Linked DNA regions of Sparus aurata: region 2 is linked to region 1. The links are chromatin contacts, called in public Hi-C maps. All regions are on one chromosome and are shown on one strand. Each heading gives the region's core, a stretch centred on a gene start, on an enhancer-like site or on the middle of the called end of the contact. The rest is flanking DNA. Distances are from core to core; before and after follow the strand shown. Region 1 holds the start of usp16 (ubiquitin specific peptidase 16). Region 2 holds the start of urb1 (URB1 ribosome biogenesis homolog).

Region 1 (6,628 bases), core at 3,748-6,247:
TACATTAAATTATGGCAGATGATATCAAATTTTAGGAAAAGGGCCATTCTTCATGTCAGGTAATCCAAACTCCACAGCAGAATTTAAGCAAAAATAGAGAACATTTTCCACCTTTGGCTGTTTTATAAACCTTACTTGTTTGTATTTGGCATACGTCAGTTTAATCTTTTCAGATTTTAGAAATCTCTTGAAATATTGATTGGATGTTCTGCAGCCTTACTTCTTCAATGGATCACAGCTAAGAGCCAGATACCTAAAGTAAGCATGAAATGAAGCCAGTTTAAGTTGCATGAATCCCAGCTATTTAGAGGAGGGACGACTGTTAAGTCAGGTCCATATACAGTACTGTTAGGATGAGGGGATTAACTGACTCATTCAGCTCCTACTTACTGTAGAAATGCTGACTGAAAAAGGGATATTAGACCCAGAAACACAGGGTGAGGGGTTGGAAGTGGTTGCTCATCCTAATTTAGAGCATCAATTCCTGCGAGAAAAGCTGGAGTTGCGGATGCACCTGGGAGTCGAGCTCTCCTCGATAAACAAATAGACATAAGACTCTCTTCTCTTCCCTCTTCTGAAGAGGCAAGCTGGTAGTCTGACCGGAGTTAGTAGCTACTCTGTGAGGGCAAAGCAAGGACCCGTAAAATCAGGAAGAACAGAACAGAAGCGACACAAGGACCACCAGCTGACCAAGATCCCCCGGGACAAAAGAGGGACTGGGATTCAAATCAGGATGAGCAACCTCCTCATGGCCTCTCTTGATCTAGTATCTGTTGGTAATTCTAGGAAACATGTCTTAAAAAGCCAAATCATTGTTAAAGAGAAGCAGAAATTAGACAAGACTGTGGTTTTATTTTACAGCTTTTACAAAGAGAGTCCACAACGCCGCTCGTGTCTTGCTCTTGGGGAATGCACAAGGCCACAGTTAAAACCTTTTAACCTCATGAACTTTTTACAACACTTTGATCTGCACGGTTGATTCATGAAAGTTACATATTTTTCGACAAAACACATTATTCATATTTGATCCAAATAGCAGTTTAAATTGTTCTGGGCCAAATCATTATTATACAATTGCTTCATTATTTTCTTAGGCAGCTCTTCTGGGATCCGGGTTATGTATTCTATTAGGTCTAAATATTTTAACATCCAGAAATAACAGGTTACGTTAGAGGATGCCATGCTGTCTTTTTGAATGTGGACTATATAATGCTGCCATCTGCTGGGCAATGTAGACGGAGCAAGTTTGCAAGTAACTTCACTCCGGTGCCTGTAACCACTGAACATTTGGCTTTGGCTTCTTCTGAACATTGTGTGTACTTGCAATTTCTTTTGATAAAATAACTCTATGTTGATTTGGAGTTCATTAGGTACAATATGTTGATTTTCATTTGTTCCATCAGTTAATGTTTAACAAAGCCTGAACATTGAAATGCTCACTCAGGGTTCAAACTCCTTAAAGGAGATAATCTCCAGTGGCATTTTTACAGCATTAGAATACATGAAGTACAACGTGTAATGGTATGAATTAATTACAGACTTCCATTTATAAAATATTTATGAGGAAAAAAAATACATTTTGTAGAGATCGCCTCGACACTGAACCCCAAAGTAACAAAGTCTACACAAAATCTAAATGAATGTTAAAATGTCTTTTAATACCATATCAGTCTTGGGCGTTTCTAAAAATATGATTCATGTTCAATAAGAGTACTTTTTAATTGCAAGAGTGTGATCCACAATTATGCACAGTTTATCTAAGCACCAATCATTCAAAGAAAATTGCAGAGAGATTTTCTGCGGTTGTGTTATCTATAATTCATAAGAGGAAAATCAACAGATTTCATAAACAGATATCTAGCATATTGTTGACTATGTTGTCCAATTATTAATGTGGTATCAGACCTGAAAATCCTATAACAGCCTGGTGGTAATACACAGTGGTGCCATTTGAGGAAAGAAACACCTAGGGCAAGGTGTGATCTGTGGCACATGCAGGAGTATTAAACTTGCAAATATAACTGGGGTCCTTGAGAAAACTCTCAGAAAAAAACACAGTTTTAATAACTCCTTTTGGAAAAATATGCCTATTAGCTAAAAGAGTGATAACTCTGTTTCATGCAGTGTATAAATGTTTTTTTTTCTGCCTTTTATTCCAATGAGGTCCCGAGTGTGACAGCTGTGCAACATCCATAAAAAGTGGTTCATTTATCAGTTTATCAGCATGAGACCAAACGCTCAGTCCATTTATGGGCTTGGTTGAAAGACAAAGAAAAGCTTTCATGCTACTGAATGCATTTCCATTTTTAAGTTGGCACTTATTTTCAGGAGAAGTGATGTCAATGACAAGTCACTAGTCAAGCAGCCATGTATATTTATTCTCAAGGTCTGACCACTACCTCCCTTCAATGCCAAAATATATCTGAAAGATGTCACAACAGCCTTTCTCATTTAAAAACTGGTAGAGCTGCCCAAGGTCCATGTGATTACCTCTGTTCCCATGGGGGTCAAACATAGCCTCTTCAAAGCCTGTGAATTTGCGCAGGGAGTCGATACTTTCAACGGCCCCGCTGTCCTCGCCCTGACGATCAAGGGGAATATCCTCTCTATGTCGAATCATGATCTTCTTCCATGTCAGAACCTTCACTCTGTGAAATGGGAAAAAGTTTGGAAAATAATAAACCTGGCACCTCAGCAGGCTTCTGGCTGTGACATCGGCTGCTAAAAATAACAACGCTCAAGATACCTGGACCAGAACTCTTCGCAGGCGGACTGAGGACCTTCCACGCACACAATACCAGGCTTCCCAGGCATGCTGAATCCTGACAGGCCCAGCTCCTTGGACCACTCCAAGATGTTTTTCCTTTTCACCTTGTTGTAGATGTGGTGACTGTAAATCCACAGTCGGCTGAACACTTCCCGTGGCCGTGGAGTAGCAGACTCTTTCTTAGGAGTCGGTGTTGCTGATAAGCTCTTATTAATGAAGAGCTGCAGGTTGTCTTTCACCCAGTCCACAGCAGAGAGCACACACACTTCCCCCTGGCAGTTTTCTGTGAGATATGCATTGAGATCTGAGTGGAGCTGTGTCTGCTGGGCCCTGCTGAGACCAGCACACCTACGGCACAAATAAAACATGCTGTAAGAAGGATTCAGAGAAATTCAAGGCCTTTGGACCTAGAAGTTTCAACCCTTGGGAACAAAAACTTCTAAAGGAAATCTTCAAGAGGCTTATTTGCACTGTGACATTGCATAAAATAACCAGAACAGATCTTAAGGAGCTTGATAGGATTATTTATATGAATGACTACTCCCGAGACAATGTTTTCTGAAAGCAAATTACAACGTGTCTGTCCTTAATTGCTGCTAAATTATTTTGCTTTATCATGTATACATAATATTTTTCAATACTATATCTCTAGCCACAATTGCTTCTATAAGTTTGCTCATCTTTATAATGAAAATTAGCTTTTAGCTGCGATTCCCACTACTCATCAACAGGCATATGGCAAATTATATGCAAGCCGCATTCAACCATGCAGATTTCTTCACTTAAAATAAGGCCATAACTGCAGAATATATCCCCTTACTTCCTGCCACAGTCACATAACTCGATTTAATCTGTGTAATTAGTCTATCGCTTGTATTGTAAGATGTCAAATTGCAGGACGTGATTTGACGTTTCATTACAGGCTCCAATTAACACATGACCTCCAAATGGAAAACTTTTGGAGAAGCCTGCACACACAACACAGATGAGTTGCTACCATCTTTGGGTATACAAATCTTTATATACAGTCTCTACTGGTCACCGTGACATTGGGTCTTATGAACATGATATTTTGCAAGGAGAGCTCCAACAATTAGATGATTTATCGATTAGCTGATCAAAAGAAAAGTAGTTGCCAACAGTTCTGATAACCAATACATTTTCAAACTCCTTTTTACTCCAAACATTTGCTGTTTCCAGCTTCTCCAATGTAAGGATTTGCTGCTTTTCTTTGGGTTTTGGACTGATGGTTGGGAAACAGAAGTCATTTGAAGGTGTCACTTTCAGCTCTGGGGAATTGCGGTGAGCATTTTTCACAGCTTTGATGACATTTTTTAGACGATTATTTGATAAATGGTGAAAACAATAGTTGCAGCCCATTTGCGATGTTCTGTTTTCAACAATCTTCACAATTGTGTGAAGAGATTATAATCATTTTACAGCAAGGCATTTGGTTATTCAAGCTCTTGTCTCTCACCACCTTTGCCACACATCAGAAGTGGACAATGGCTTACCGGACTGTTACTTCTGGTATCACACTGGGATATTCAGATGGATAGGCACAGGATAGGATGACATCTGTCTGAGTGGAGCGACAAAAATGAGAGAAGACAGCAAAAAAACACAAGTGATATGTTTGTGGACACATTTAAATCGAATTGACATACTACGACAGTCGGTTATTCGGGTACCATGTCCATGCTTGCAGTGTCCAGCTTCTGTTTGATGAGAAACTGAGGTCTGGAGGCTGGAGGGCTGTCTGCTGAGTCTGAGCTCTCAACATACTCCCTGAGCTCAGCTAGTGCCAGCTGGTCTGTCATCTCCAGCTCCTCCTGGGTGGGAAACATGCTGGACAGCAGCTCCATTTCTGCAAGCTGAGACTCTGCCCACTCCAAGTAAGACATGCTGATAAAGGAGAAAGATCTTCAATACTGTTCTACATATATATAAAAAAAAAAAATAATTAAATCCTTGTTTTCAAACAGCTTTCTGTCTCCACATTCAATGATACTGTCGCTTTAAATTAACGTAGTGCCACATGTCATTATTCACAACTCTGCTAACAAATGACATGTTTGTTTACCAGCAGCTAAACTTAACTCGCTTGTTGTCCACGTGTAACATTAATTGAATCTGTTTAAATAAGATATAAAGCTATATTGAACAAGTAGGCTAGTTCAACAACCGAGCGTCTGTGGAAGTAGCACCCAGCTAGTCATCGGGCTTTGTTTCCACTCGGACTCTTTCAAGCGACGCACACAGGAAACACACGTACTGACCAGCAGAAACAGCGACACCATCACATTTCTCTGTTCCTCTGTTGTCTGCATGTGTCAGCTGGGATTTTTCTGCCAAATCAGCGGAGTGATTTTTTTTTGGGAGAACTGGAAACTTTGTGGGACAATTTTCTTACATTAAGTATTTTATTTAACGGCTGTAATTCGTAAACAAAGTAAACTATGTGCGGATTCGTGAAGTCATCCACTCAAAGTAAACGAAACTGAAAACTGTGAAGGGTTCAGGCTCCGTTTAATACAGTAAGTTGACTGGACCATGAGGATGGTCGTGAATTGTAACGTTATATTAATTGTTGTTTGCTTCTAACACTGAATATACTGGTTTTTAATCGTGTGAAGCAGAATTATAATCTCATGTAGCCATTAGCCAAAGCTAACGACACTCCAGAGAACTGCTGTCTGATTTTCATTCATCTCCTGTGCTGAACATCAGGTGAAAATGGGGAAGAAACGGGGGAAGGATAGGAGCTCCAGAGAGGAGGATGACATTGACCTGACAGGTAAAGAATGTGTCATCATCTTCATGGCCTGTGTGATAACCTGTGGAAGGCCTAGAGAGAGATTCTCACTGTGTGTTTTACTTCCATCTTTCCTTCTTCACAGGTCCATCCTGCAGACATATTAAGAAGGGAACAGACCAAACTCTACTAAAGAAACTCTCTGTGGATTCTGATCTGACGCGTTGCCAGGATTGTAAGCATGAAGAAAATAAAGAAAATACCAACACTACCCTGCAACAGGAGCCTGAAGAAGATCAAGAAACAGCAGCTGTTTGGATGTGCTTGAAATGTGGCCATAGAGTGAGTGTATTCAACCTAGTGATCATTAAGATTTTGAAAGTGTATGAAATGACTTTACGCTAAATGACCAGATGTGTCTAATTTCTACCAGGGATGTGGACGAACCTCTGAGAATCAGCATGCCATCAAACATTACGAGACTCCGCGGTCAGATCCACATTGCCTGGTGATCAGTTTGGACAACTGGAGTGTTTGGTGAGTACGAGTGTGTTGCTGCGGTGTGTTGGTTTCACTGCGGTTGTGTTAATAACAGTGTTTTGATTGTTCCTTTTTTCCATGTGTTGCCCAACCTCCAGGTGTTACTTATGTGATGATGAAGTCCAGTACTCGAGAACAGGACAACTGGCTCAGCTGGTGACCAACCTGCAAAAACAAACCTCTGCCGGTCCCATAAACAGGCCGCAGAAAAGTAGGTTCAGGATCACTGTTTTTTTTTTTTGTAAGGTTTGTTTGAATTGCGTGTCTTTATAACCATGTTCTGTTTGGCTGTTCAGGAGTGAAAGAGGAAGACAACTTGGTGGAAGTTGAGCAAAAGACAGAGCCCTTAAAAGCGGAGGAAAGTGAAGACACGGAGAACAAAGAAAACGTCCAAAAGGACTGTCCAAAGAAAAATGTCAAGAAAGAGACGGTTGGGAAATCACAAAAAAACGGCACATCTGAAGACAGCGGTGGTGTTTTAGTGAAGGGGCTGAGCAACCTTGGAAACACTTGTTTCTTTAATGCAGTTATTCAGGTAAGATTGTGCGTAATGGGGTCGTAACATT
Region 2 (7,212 bases), core at 869-3,368, 150 kb after region 1:
TGGACACCTCTGGTTGGGCTTCATAGATCTGGCATACGAATTCACAGGAAATTAATTATCTCTGGAAAAACGACCAGCTAGAGTCTCTTGAAAATCAAATACCACAGGAAGCGTTACCTTTTTCAGTAACTTGACATTGTCCTGCCAAGCACTTTTGATGCGGGGGGTGTATGAATACTGAGTCTCCTGAAAGTATCTGGCCAGTATGTCAGGGCTACCTTTCAGCACATTCACCACCAGATCAGCCACCAGTTCATCCTCTGTGGCCTGCTTTAATCCCACCAAGAACTGAAGCAGGACGATGTTGCCAGCTCTGTAAAACAGCAGAAATCCTCTGATCAGCACTGGGACCCTTCAGGAGGGGGTAAAGCAAACTTGACATATTAACTACTTACCTGCCAGCGGTGCCAAAGCTGGCGTCATGAAAGCTGATACCGTGCTTACGAGAGCAACACAGGTCAAGAAGGAAGCTGTGAACGAGTTCCCGGATGACAGATATCCCAGCATGCTCGGAGTCCTCTTCCATCTTAAAGAAGAAATTAAATTTAGACTTACAGGTTGAGGAGAACAAGAGAAAACGTATTTCAACAAACACAAGAGAATCGACTCACTCTGTTGTCGTCAGTGGTCGCATCCACAATCCCGTTCCACTTATACAGAGACGCAATGTTGGCCAATACGGCAGGTGTGAAAAAACGCACCTTCTGCGTCTTACTGATGCCTTTGTTTAGTACAACCTGCAGCCAAACAAACAACAACAGTTAGCTCGTCCATTCATTCATTCATCTGTTAGACGGAACGTGTGAGCTGCTGAGCACTCACTCTGCTCTTCAGTGTGGACAGAATCAGATTGACCATGGACATCCTGTCCTCCTTCAGACCCAAACTGATCTCTGGCAGGAGTTCTGACACAAAACAAAAGAACACGTCATCAACAGATGGTTTAGGTCGTACGTTGAAATGTACATTCTGTAAATCTGAATCTAAATATTACCTTTAATTTCTAATATTTGTCCAACAGTAGCATTATCTCCCGACACCAAAAAGGACAGCACGAACTGGATATAAGCCATGCGGACATCAGGTTTCCCCTGAAGAATGTACAGGGAAGAATGTAAACAAACAGACAACTACTTTCAAAGCTGAGAGTTATACCAGTCCTATGCTTCATCACACCTTCTTGTCCTTCCTCTTTGCCAGCCCGGACAGAGTTTTACTGACATGAATGTGACTTAGGACCTCTCTGGCAGCTTCTGGACCCTGAGACACCAGCGCCGACAGCAGACTGAGGCACTGACGGACAAACCTGTGCACAACATAAAAACACAACATGAAGGCCATGGGTTGGATAAACTGTGAGAGTGAGTGAGGAGTGACATTTAAAGTAATCCCACCAACCTGTGATTCTCTGAATGGAAGGAGGCCTGCAGAAGTTTCACGCAGCTAGAAAGAGTCTTTTTCACAATCGTATTGCCAACCATGTTGAAGTGCGACAGGTCACTGGCAGTCCTCAGGAGGATCATCTCCAGGCTCTCAAAGACCAGCATCATCTGGCCAGAAGGAAACACGTCATCAGAACGTAACCTGGCGAGGAACAGGTCGGTCCAATCCACTGAGAGAAGTGCTTCAGCTTACCTCACTCTCCGCATGCTTTTCTCCCTCCAACAGTTTGAATATTTCTGCACACTCCATGGAGATTTTAATGTAACCTTCGACCACATCGTACAGGTCAGGGCACGGCAGCTTCTTGGCGGTTGATATAAATGTCTGCAGTCCTGCAGGCGATAAAAGGAAATAATTGACCAAAGAAAGACGGGAGAGCTCTAAAGAGACAACACAAAAACTGACTGCGTGTAACAAACTGTACATATCCACTCACCCTTCATGGCTGTCCTGGGTTCCTTCAGCATGGCTTTAAACACAGTCCCATTGAACTCCGGAACCTTCTCTTTCTTCACCGGAGTGTTTGACTCCGGCGAGTCTTCGCTGGGGCGCTTTTTACCCATTTTAATATGCGTAAAAACAGAAAAAGACTGGCTTTAAGTTTTTATCATTTCCCTGCCACACAAGTTCTGTCAGCGTCCCACGTTGAGGCGTAAACAGAAAACTGTCCAACGAAAAGTGTCATCCGGTCGGAAACGCGTGCAGCAGAACTTTAGTTCCGCATTGTTTACCCCCTGCTGCATCCTTCAGAGTTATACAGCTGATTATAGTACACACATCTTTGGTCATTGTACTTTCCTCCTACAGCTATATTTCTTTACAAACCTAGTATCTATTTAAATATTTGCAGAATCACAGAGGAGGAGCAATGTTTGCATTGTGTTTAATATTAGTCTCCAAAGCTCTGGACCCCATATGTTCAATTTTTTATATCAGTTTGGTTGCTGTTTCTTTCTCACAGGAGACATTTATATTGTTGTGTTATTTATATTCATAAATGAATAACACAATATGTAGTATTATATATATTATGCTTGAGTGTCATGATGAATGAGTCCTCATGTCTTTTTCTTTGTATTCTGGAATTTTCTAACTATTTGAAAACAAACTGTATTTTATCCGTGCATTCTTTGACCAAACAGATTATGGCGTCAGTGCAGTTATGTTTTATATGCTTTTTTTTTTCAACGTGTCTTCTTTTGGTTTCATTCAATTACAGCAGGATTTTGGGAAAACACACATTTTGCTGAGTCCATGTAGACATAGCTGTGGTTTAGCTTTGTAGCCTATTTGAAGAGCGTGTGGTTTACAGCCAAAGTGCAGCCTCTTCTCAGATATTCTTTCAACAAACCTTCGCAGTTATTGCCTAACCAGATCCCAAAGCTGTTGTCAACTTAAAATAAGTTGCAGAACAAGTATTTGATTAGTGTTTTCTGAAAAATAAAACCTATTTTTGTCAAGTCGGGACGATCTTTGCAATCTGGTGTTGCAGTGTTTTAGTAATAATAATACACATAATGAATTTTCCATTAGATCGACATGAAACAAAAAACAAAGCAGCTCATCTTGTGAATTAACCTAAAAATCAGTCAGAAAGTTTGATATCTTCATTGTAGTAGGCTGTCGTTAGGCTGACACAACAAACAAGGATTGCTTTTTGTAATAACACATCAGATTTTAAGAGATTACCGAGAATGACAAAAAGGATTTACTTAGTGGATTGAACTTGAATGACACAGAAATCTTTTTCACTCAGTAAGGATGCTGTTCATATTCTAATGAAGACATTTAGCCTTTTAGCTGTCGTTCAGCTGCATGGCCACCAGGGGTCACGTTTAGGTGGTTTGAGAAGCTTGGAGCCAAAACTTTGCACTGAAAACGCCTTGCAGGTGGATTGGCACACAGCGGCTGTCCAGATTATCCAAGAGGCTCAAATAAGAAACATGATGCAACATGTTGTTTGTTGCAGGGAAGTTTATTGCGAGGAGCCTCCAGATTTACCGTGTTAAGAGATAATTAAAGATTCCCTGTGGGGCTGGGCCTGCAGGCACGCTACTATTGTCTGGGATGTTAGTTGGGATTCTGGTGATTTGATTACAGCTCGCTGCTGTGTGCATGCTATAAAACACATCTGCCTGTGGTGCAGAAACCACCAAAAACTACTTACCGCCACTTTTAGAATAAAGGTCCTAATTTGGGCAAATATGTCTCCGCCTGTGATACAATACATTCTAAGCTATCTGCAATATTGCAGGGTGTAGCAATGTAAAACATCACTTTGAGTTCATCCTGCGGTTTTCAAAATTTAATTACGCGGCTCCTGCTGATATGCTGTTGACCAGATTGTGTCTAGGGATATAAAGTACAAAAAGGTTGGAGCCCATTTAATAAATCCCAAACTCCCCAGTGTTGTGAAGCTTTAATGAATCATTTTCTATTTATAGGAAATACGGAGACCCACTCCTGCCTTCTCTCAAGTTTCACGGTATCCCTGAAGGTCCACCTAATGAAATTATGCCAAAACTTTTATTTTTCGTTTTTTAAATTGAGTGCTCAAACTTTTTAGCCCAAGAGTTATGAAGCGATTCAGTCACTTGTTCACAACGACTGACTGAGCAGAATATTTAGAGAATAAATGCCTGGAAGGCATGGCAAAACCAATTAAAATGTATCTTTAATCATGATGTTGAGATTGTAAAACTTGGAAAAACAGGCTAGATGACATAGAGAGAAGTGAAATGAAAAATTAGCAAACCATGACACTGACGATAATATTCCCGGAAAACTCTGAAATCAGTCCTGCAGCCGTAAAAATAGACAACAGATTTACTTCCGACTGGTGTCCTAATTCCTGCTAAAACTGTCCCTGTTGTTGTACAATGAGACATTTATAATTCACCGTGTTTGGCTAATGTCTGAGTCTGGAATCGCAAAGCCCAATAATTTAGAAAAAAAATGCAGCTAAATAATAGATTAACTGAATCAAATTAATGAACTAACATTGAGGTGTTTGCTCATTCAATCTTAGGTTGCAAGAATTAATCTTAATTGCGTGTTTATAAGAAGGGGTTTGTTCCTGTTTTCTAGGTTGAACAGATTAATTATTTTTTTCATTTTGGCAAATCTAATTCCTGCTTCTATTCGAGGTGCCCAGTCCCATAATTTCTACGGTACTCATACTCTGATGCAGGTTACGTTATTTAGAAAGATGTTTCCTTGTTTCCTTAGAGTTGAGGCCCGGTCAGGAGCTGTAACTGTTGTCTGTAAAAGGACAACAACGTCTGATTTGATCCAGATTAAGGGAGAATATATAACCTGTTTATTGCCAATATGTTACCCTTGTGTGTTGGGCATGTCCAGCCCGATGAGATTGTGGTCTCTCAAGCATGCTAAAGCTCTCGGATATATGCTCCAAACCTCAAGGCAAGTGTATGTATGAATGAGAAAAAAATCTGCTGTGTTGCCTCTTTAGGACCTGTTGCTGAAGTGCAGTGGGACCAAGCTATGCTGGATAAGAGAGGAAGCAGGAGTGGCACAGCTATGCGAAACCTTTTCCGGTCCATAAATGCCATGTTTATTTTTGAAGTTCTGGCCTGGTGTACACCACTTCTCTTTTAAACAAAATGGTGGGTGTATAAAGCCTGTCATAACGATGACAGGGATGGTTAGACCTTTATAGCTTTGGGATGTAGGAGCAGGATGCTCATCAGTTCAAAGAGCTTGTAGCCACGTGTAGCTCAGGCAGAGTGATCATGTCAGCAGAAGGGCAAACTTCTTTCTTTTACAGTGGAAAAGAAAAAGGGTTATTTAAGACATTGCTGTCCACCATGAAAAAATGTGCTACACCACTCAGTGGTGATATATGATGGAAAAAGCATTTCAGTGCAGAAATTGAGCAAAGCTTATAAAGACTTATAATTTTTTAAGTTTTTATTACAAAGTTTCAGAGATTTACATTTCTTTCATTTAAAAACACACTCAAAGATTACACACTTTTCTCTTTCCTTTCAGTGCAACTGTAAATCACAAGGTTATATACTATACTTATGTGTTTACTTCCTCTATTACGATGCCAGTAGCGCGACTGGGTCTGGATAGAGGTGCTGGGTGGTTTCCAAAGAGTTCTTTTCCACAGCTGAAGCCACTTTACCATGCCTGTTTTCACCACAGCGCACCACAGGCCCTTCTGTGAGGTTGCTACGCTTCCGTTGTGTGCCTCTCAGAGCCTCTCAGGCCCTCCTCACGATAACACTACAGCCAACGCTGTCGAAGGATCAAAGATCACCCCACGCCTAACAAACAGCTAGACACTTGGCCTATCAGAAACATCTGGGAGTGGTTGGGTGCAGCTGTTGGTGCATGCCCACACCCTTGAAACAATCAGGGCTCAGGCCAGATGTGGAGAGATCATCTCACGTAAGGTACAGATGTTTCTGTTGCTCATAGTCACCCACAGCAAGGAGAAGTAGGATGCTTTCTGAAGTTCTATTAAATTTAGACTGTTTGTACTGCACCCAGCTTGGGTTCAATGTCGTGGGATATGCCACCAGCTTGCGGGTTGTCACTATTCAGCAAGCTGATTGAAAACAGTCCTGCTTGCTAAATGTTTTTGGAAAACAGTGCAAAGAATATGCATGTTGTTTTTTCCAAATGCGTGACTGTGAACCACTAAATATCACCTAGTCTGACCCTACTGATGATATAGAGGTGCGAATGTTGCAGAACTTTTTCATACATTGTACATAATTAGCAGTTATTTTGCAGTTCTAGAAATATGCTTCCTAAATTTGGTGCTCTTTGGAGTAATTTTATGTTCACCACAGGACACTTCATAACATCCCGTAATCACTCAATGTCAAATCCAAGCTTCCACTAGATTATTGCTCCTACCCGGAGATATTTAGATCATGAATTCAAGCAAAAGCAGCTAAACCAAAACAGAAAAAAAAACACCAAAGTGAAAGTCCAAAGAAGAGATGTGGGTAAAAGAAAACTATAAATATTGAAAGTACTCATCATGAAGACTTGTATATTTCTGTTGTTACATTATGATGCATTAAAGGTTCCATATTATTTTTAGGTTTATGCCTTTTTGGGGGTGTCTACTAGAAAAAAGTATTTACATGCATTAATGTGAAAAAGAGGTTATCTCTCATGGCCTTGAGTGGACTGCCCACCTTATTTCTGCCCAGGCACTGCAGGGGCTTTTGCAGCCAAGGCCGTGCTGAGGGCAGTGACTGTATAGTTGTGACATCACAACCTTATGGAAATCCCAACAGCTCTTCTGAGGGCAGTTTCCAAGTACAGGCCATGCACATTTCTCTATAGAAACTTTCACAGTATTCAATATTGATATTTCAGCATCACATAAAAGTTACTCTACTGTTACACTTAATAAACCTAAGGAACTTTTCAGATGCAGTACAAAATCTAATGATACATGACATAGACCTAAAAGTGCAAGTGGACTTCTCTCAGTGTCCGGTCTTCTACATGATGCATTAGGATCCACTGTGGAGATGTAAAGTTAATGATACATAGATATGAAGACACCTATTAGTGATTGCATAGTTGACATATTAATGCACTGGATATAATGTTAATACCATACCTGAGATGGTCTGGAGAGAGTCTTCTGCTCCTGCAGACTCCCCTTGGTGATTAGAAAAACACTATGGTGGATATTACACCCTGTTATTCTATCCCTCTGCTGTCTCCGCCTGTTCCCTCTCTCTGCACACCATTAAAACAACATCTTTGGCCCAGGCT

What was found. Hi-C and Micro-C count contacts between places; a contact is called where the count stands out from the background.
Region 2: a Hi-C map of skeletal muscle shows a contact between it and region 1, with 2.5 times the contacts expected there. The contact joins the promoter of urb1 here to the promoter of usp16 in region 1. A contact is called at or near these places in 2 of 2 Hi-C or Micro-C datasets (skeletal muscle and an unstated tissue).

What each region holds. Positions count from the first base shown.
Region 1 is chr2:7,069,142-7,075,769 of fSpaAur1.1, forward strand. It overlaps usp16 (ubiquitin specific peptidase 16), which reads left to right and starts at 4,998. Exons shown (of 19, transcript XM_030397273.1): 1 at 4,998-5,304; 2 at 5,498-5,564; 3 at 5,668-5,864; 4 at 5,956-6,059; 5 at 6,161-6,273; 6 at 6,359-6,597. The coding sequence starts at 5,504. It overlaps rwdd2b (RWD domain containing 2B), which reads right to left and starts at 5,064. Exons shown (of 5, transcript XM_030397315.1): 1 at 5,047-5,064; 2 at 4,459-4,672; 3 at 4,282-4,349; 4 at 2,747-3,115; 5 at 1,638-2,648. The coding sequence starts at 4,671. The coding sequence ends at 2,396.
Region 2 is chr2:7,218,395-7,225,606 of fSpaAur1.1, forward strand. It overlaps urb1 (URB1 ribosome biogenesis homolog), which reads right to left and starts at 2,119. Exons shown (of 39, transcript XM_030392216.1): 1 at 1,880-2,119; 2 at 1,636-1,775; 3 at 1,399-1,550; 4 at 1,177-1,306; 5 at 995-1,091; 6 at 823-905; 7 at 612-737; 8 at 396-526; 9 at 118-313; 10 at 1-28. The coding sequence starts at 2,006.